Regions from separate parts of the Anas platyrhynchos genome. Here region 2 is linked to region 1. A link is a contact called in public Hi-C data. All regions are on one chromosome and are shown on one strand. The core of a region is the stretch at or near the end of the contact, and the rest is flanking DNA. Distances in the headings are between cores, read along the strand shown. Region 1 overlaps PACS2 (phosphofurin acidic cluster sorting protein 2). Region 2 holds the start of PACS2 (phosphofurin acidic cluster sorting protein 2).

What was found. Hi-C and Micro-C count contacts between places; a contact is called where the count stands out from the background.
Region 2: a contact with region 1 is called in a Hi-C map of F5 follicle, with 1.8 times the contacts expected there. The contact joins the promoter of PACS2 here to the enhancer-like site in region 1. A contact is called at or near these places in 2 of 8 Hi-C or Micro-C datasets (F5 follicle and subcutaneous adipose tissue).

Annotation. Positions count from the first base shown.
Region 1 is chr8:16,443,505-16,446,204 of IASCAAS_PekinDuck_T2T, forward strand. PACS2 (phosphofurin acidic cluster sorting protein 2) reads right to left here. Exons shown (of 24, transcript XM_072041685.1): 19 at 522-564. Among named protein-coding and RNA genes, the nearest start is that of MTA1, 18 kb to the left of the region's middle. Within about 2 kb of position 1,312, at least 5 of the 8 cell types and tissues checked have an H3K27ac peak or open chromatin away from gene starts, as enhancers often do. A contact at or near this core is called in F5 follicle, where this site is marked.
Region 2 is chr8:16,497,621-16,500,320 of IASCAAS_PekinDuck_T2T, forward strand. It overlaps PACS2 (phosphofurin acidic cluster sorting protein 2), which reads right to left and starts at 1,317. Exons shown (of 24, transcript XM_072041685.1): 1 at 1,115-1,317. The coding sequence starts at 1,242. SEC22B (SEC22 homolog B, vesicle trafficking protein) reads left to right here and starts at 1,460. Exons shown (of 5, transcript XM_027463699.3): 1 at 1,460-1,644; 2 at 1,794-1,903. The coding sequence starts at 1,570.

The DNA.
Region 1 (2,700 bases), core at 62-2,561:
GGAGCATGAAGACAGGAGGAAAACCAGGGAGCACGATCTCAATATATATTACTTATATACGTACTGTCTCCCTACATACTCACTTGTTAAAATATCTTACACACCTCCTGCCTCCGACAAACATAACCGTGGCATTGTGACCTCCCTACAGGGACGCACCCTCCATTTCCCAGGAGCAGAGGGGATGTTAAGAGGACTGGAGACTGTTCATGACAAGCACACAGGACTGACATCGGAACACAAATCTGGCTGAACTGATACACAGGGCAACGTTCAGCACAGCGACCCTGAGGCCAGGTTTTCAGGAACACAGCCCATTCCTCTGCACGTGGCCAGCAGTGAGTGACTCCCACTAACTCGGTGCTTTGGCCTGCAGCAGAGACAGGCTGCGGGTCGGAGCACTTCAGCATCACGCTTCCTTCTCTGGAGTGAGAAGAAAGTGCTCCTGCTGCACCCCAAAAAGCAGGTGACAAGTTGGTTTGAACCCCTGTGGCTTGAGACAGTAACCAAGACACACTCACCCCGACAAAGGGAATGAACTTCTGCGAAGATTCTTCATCGGGGCTAGAGGCAAAGAGAAAAGAGTTGTTAGTAGCCCGCCTCCACGGGCACGATACTCACTTCATACGTCGCATTCCAGCATGCAGCGGGGACGGACAGTGTGCAAGCGCCAGTCCAAGGTCTCCTCTCACGGCCCCCTGCCAGCATGGGTGGGGAGGAGCACACAGCCTGCGGCACGCCTCTGAGGGGGAAGGCCCCTCGAGGGAAGCGTCTCCCTTGTGCTCGAGACAGAAACATGCTTTAGGGGCACAGCCACACGGGCTCCTGCCACGAGGAGACGGGCCTGTGGCACGACAGGGCGGGGAGCGGGGCGTTACTTACTAGTCCCTGCAGCGCTGCGCAGGCCGTCACGCCTGGGGAGGGAGTCATACCTTGCACAGCCCGGCATTGCTACAAGCAGTTTACAGCCTGCCACGGGGTTACAAGCCGTGACACGTGGTTACTGGGGCAGCACTAGCACGTACGGACACACACACACATCACACACATCACACACACGCGTGTGGATGCACGTTCCCTGCCACCGGGAGCTTGCAGCCACTGAGACAGGCCCCAGGGCGTACCGGGGGGGTCGGGACACAGCTGGAGGACAGCACACGGCTACACCAGGGCAGACAGCACGCACACGGTGCCTGGGGACAGCACGGCTTTCTGCAAGCCTCTCCTGCTCTGCTCCTGCCTCGGGATTTGGAAGATGGCGGGGTGACGACAACCGGGCCAGCCACGAAGGCCACAGCCACACCTAGCAGGAGCCAGGGAGAACCGACAACGACAGGAGGGGAGGATCCAAGCGAGGAGGAAGGCAGGCACGTGGGGCAGCACAGGGCTGCAGGAGCACAGCGCAAATATCTCACTGAAACGGGTATTTCTGCACCCTTTGCAGCACAGAAACGCACCAAAGTTGCCAACCACCCTGTGGCTACCAGGGGCTGCACAGTTTCCTCTAGGCCCTACGGAAGGAGTGGCACGTAACTGCAGGAAACGTGACTCAGAGGTGCTTTTGCCTCCTCTCCTGCCTCGCCTCCGCTCTGCCCCGAGATCTGCAGCCAAGCCGGGGGCTTTGCTTCCTTCCTGCCTTCAGCCCCAGGCACTGCATCTTCCCTCCTTCCCCCAGAGCACAGCAAGCAGAGCCCACCGTGTGGGGTTGGAAGCCAGAAAGGCCACATCTTTCCAACCACGGCTGCAGGTCCCCTGGCAAACAGATCTCTACGGACATGAGATTTCCAGCTCCTCTTCTGCAAAGGGCAAGGAGAACCACACACAGATGTTGGAGAAGCACGAACAGCAGCTCAGCTTTCTGCTCCTTTCTTCAGCTCCACGGGCCACGAAGCAGGCAGAAGAAGCAAGTCTGGGAGGGATGGAAGCACCATCGCGGTCTCGTCACCTCACAGCCGCTGGGTGGCTTTGCTCTGAGCTCTTGAAAAGCAAACCTTGCCCAATTCCAGCAAGGTAACTTGTTCCTGCTCCGCTGGGAGCTCAGACTCTCACCACAGAGAGCCGAGGGGCAGCTGTGAAATGAGTATTTTGCTTCAGCCACCACTTATCGCAGCTCACAGTGATGCACAGGCCGTCCCTGAAGGAATCCATCTGGATTTCAGCTGGGCTAGGCTAGTCCTGGCACACGTCTTCTTGGGATCTCTGATCTCACATGCATGCCTCTGAAAACACAGCTTATCAGAGCAGCTGCTCTTCACGCAGACCGAAGTACAGATGAGATAGCTGTGCTTGTTCTTCGCTTTATCTTTTATGCTCTTTCCAATTTCTTGTCCTTTGGGATCCCAAAACATTCATCCAGAATCCTCTCACCTTGGCCAAGGCCTTCCACCACAGCCCCTTATAATTTATAGCTAGACCCTAACCCTTGTCTGTGATTTTTCAACAGCATCGCTAATGGTTCTTCTCCATTTCTGAGGAATATAAAAAAAAGAGACCTGTGCAGAGAGGCTAGAAAGAAACTCTTCTTTATCTGGAATGGGTTTTGTCTAATTATTGGTACTGATTGAGCAAAATCCATCCACCTGAGATCAATCCTTCAAAGGTGAACTGTCCAGAAATAGACTCACATACTCCCTCCCCACCAGAAGAAATTAATTCAGATGGAACGAAGACACACGGGCAGATTTAGATGCTTTAAGACTC
Region 2 (2,700 bases), core at 67-2,566, 54 kb after region 1:
CCTCGCACCCGGCTCCTGCGACAGCCTTCGGACACGGCGCAGCGCTCACCCTGCGGGCAGAGCGACCCCGCTGCAGGAGCCGCAGCCCCGGCTGCTTCTGCCTTCAGCTCGGGGCACCCAAACCCTCTGGGCACTTTGGGGACATCGCGGCCCCGCAGCACAGCCCTCGTGGAGGGATGGGCACCGGGACCCGCTGCCATACGGAGCAGCCCCCGTCCTCACGCTGCGTTTCGGGGTCATCCCCAGAGCTGCAAAGCGAGCACGCCGGGTCGGGAGCTCGCTTCCAGATCTGCAGGTATCAGCAGAAATGGAGATGCGGGACCCAAAGTCCTTGACGGTGACGGGCGCTCATCGGGGGGGGGTTATTTTATTTTAGGGACCACTGTTATAAGGCTGAGGGGATGAAAACCCCGCTACCTTGCTGTCCCATGGGCGAGAAGGGTTTCAAAGCAGCCTTACAACAAGGGGTCTGTGCCCTCTGCACAGCACAACACGGATTCATGCTGGAGCCTGGCACCCCAAAAAAAAAAACCAAAAGCTCCCCAGCTGCTCCCACCCCCTCCTATAGGGGCACAACCCCCAAATCCCCCCCGTAGGATGCGGTCAGGGAGCGGGAGCACCTGCAGCTGTAGGGCTGGCTGCAAACCCCAGGGTTTTTCAGACCCGCTGCAGGGCTCGCTCACCCCAAAATGCAGGATTTAAGGTTTTTTCCCCCAAAATTTAGGTTTTTTGCCCCAAAACCCCCCTCCGGTCAGGGCAGGGCTGCAGGGTGCGGGTGGCGCAGGACATAGCGGGATGGGGCGGGTGGAGAGCTCCCGGGCTGCTGGGGGGGGGTAACCCAGCGGGAAAATGGGGTGAAAAACGGGGAAATAGGGCAAAAGCAACGGGAACGGCACGGGAACGGAACGGGAACGGCACCGGTAACGGGCACCGGGAGGGGAAGGGAGGGGAAATGAAGGGAAGGGAGAGGGAAAGGGGAAAAAGGGGAAAGGGAGGGGATGGGGAAGGGGGCAGGGAGGGGACCGGGCACCGCCACGGCCCCGGGGACCCTAAAACGGGAGCTGGGAGGGGCGGTGGCGGCGGGGCTGGGCTGGGCTCGGCCGGGAGCCGTTACCTGGGGACGCAGCTGGGGCTGGAGCCGTCGATCTCCCAGGTGGCGAACAGGTTCATGGGCACCGGGCGGCCCAGCGCCCCCGCGCCCCCCGGGAAGCTGAGGCGGCCCCGCTCCGCCGCCGCCGCCATGGCCGCGAGCACCGGCCCCGCGCCGCCCGCCCCGCGCCGCGGCGTCACGTGGAAGGGGGCGTGGCCTAGGGGGAGTGGGCGGGGCCTCGCAGGCGGTGGGCGTGGCCTCGCGGTGTCTAAAGCCACGCCTGTGCTCGCTGAGGCCACGCCCACCGCCCCCTAGGCCACGCCCACCCGCCCCGGCTGCGCCCAAACCGGAAGTCGCCTCCGTCTCTCCCCCACCGGAAGTCGCTGCCGCAGCTTCCGGCCAGCTCAGTGCCGGCGGCGGCACCGGAGGAGGAGGAGGTGGTGCCCGGGCGCTGCGCGGCGCCCTCCTGTCCCGCCGCCATGGTGCTGCTCACCATGATCGCCCGCGTGGCCGACGGGCTGCCGCTGGCCGCCTCCATGCAGGAGGATGAGCAGGTGGGGTTCAAACAACGGGCGGGGCCCGCGGGGGTCCCGGGGCGGGGTGGGTGGGCGGTGCTGCCTGTGCAGGGGGGGTTAGGCCTGGCCGGGGGGTGCCCCTCAGCCGTGGTCCTCAGCCTGTGCCTCCTCTCTCTCTCCCTCCGCAGTCCGGCCGCGACCTGCAGCAGTACCAGAGCCAGGCGAAGCAGCTGTTCCGCAGGCTGAACGAGCAGTCGCCCACCAGGTGCACGCTGGAGGCGGGAGCCATGGCTTTCCAGTGAGTACCGGGGTGCCGAGGGGCAGCCCGCTGCCGCTCCTCCGTGTGTCTTTCAGCCTGTTTTGTAGCTCTGCCTTTGCTGAATGTAGTATGGGTTCTCCTCCCTTTAAGCATTCCCTGTTAGCTTGCGTCTTGTCTGCCTTCATTGGGTCCTCTCTACCTTCCACCCTTTCTACTTTCATTGTTTTCTCTCTACCTTCTGTCTTCTCTTATTAAAAAGATGCTCCACACCTTGCCCTTCTCTTTCAGTAAGTCTTTGGTAAAAGCAGCTTGGCGTTACCACCGTGAACCCCTTCTGCACAGGACTCCCCTCTCCATAAGAGCGTACCTCATAACACGTCCACTTGGGTCAAGGCACACGGGGCATCTCTGACTTATTTCTTCAGTATATTTGCCAAATGTGTTTTTCACACCTGCTACATTTGTCAAATGTGTTAACATTTAATTAATCTTCTTAAATATTGGAAAACGTTCAGCTTAAAAGCTCTTTTGGCTTTCTGCAGTAGCACATCAATAAGGTAACTCGAATATAAAGTAAGGAAAGCCTGCAGAGAATGTGGGTCAGGCACCCTTGGTCCCCAACGAATAGCAGTGGGACAGGGAAGGAAAGTAGGAGGAAGAATTCGCAGCCCATGAAAGGCAGCAGAGCAGGCTCATCTTTGAGAAGAGGAAATGCTTCTTTATGTGACCTGTAATTAGCAGAATAATTGTGGGAGAATTGATTCAAACCCAAGGTCTTGTCAAGTCTCAGAGCTATGCTACCAGCAGGAATCCATCTGCTAGAGAAGGAAGCCTCA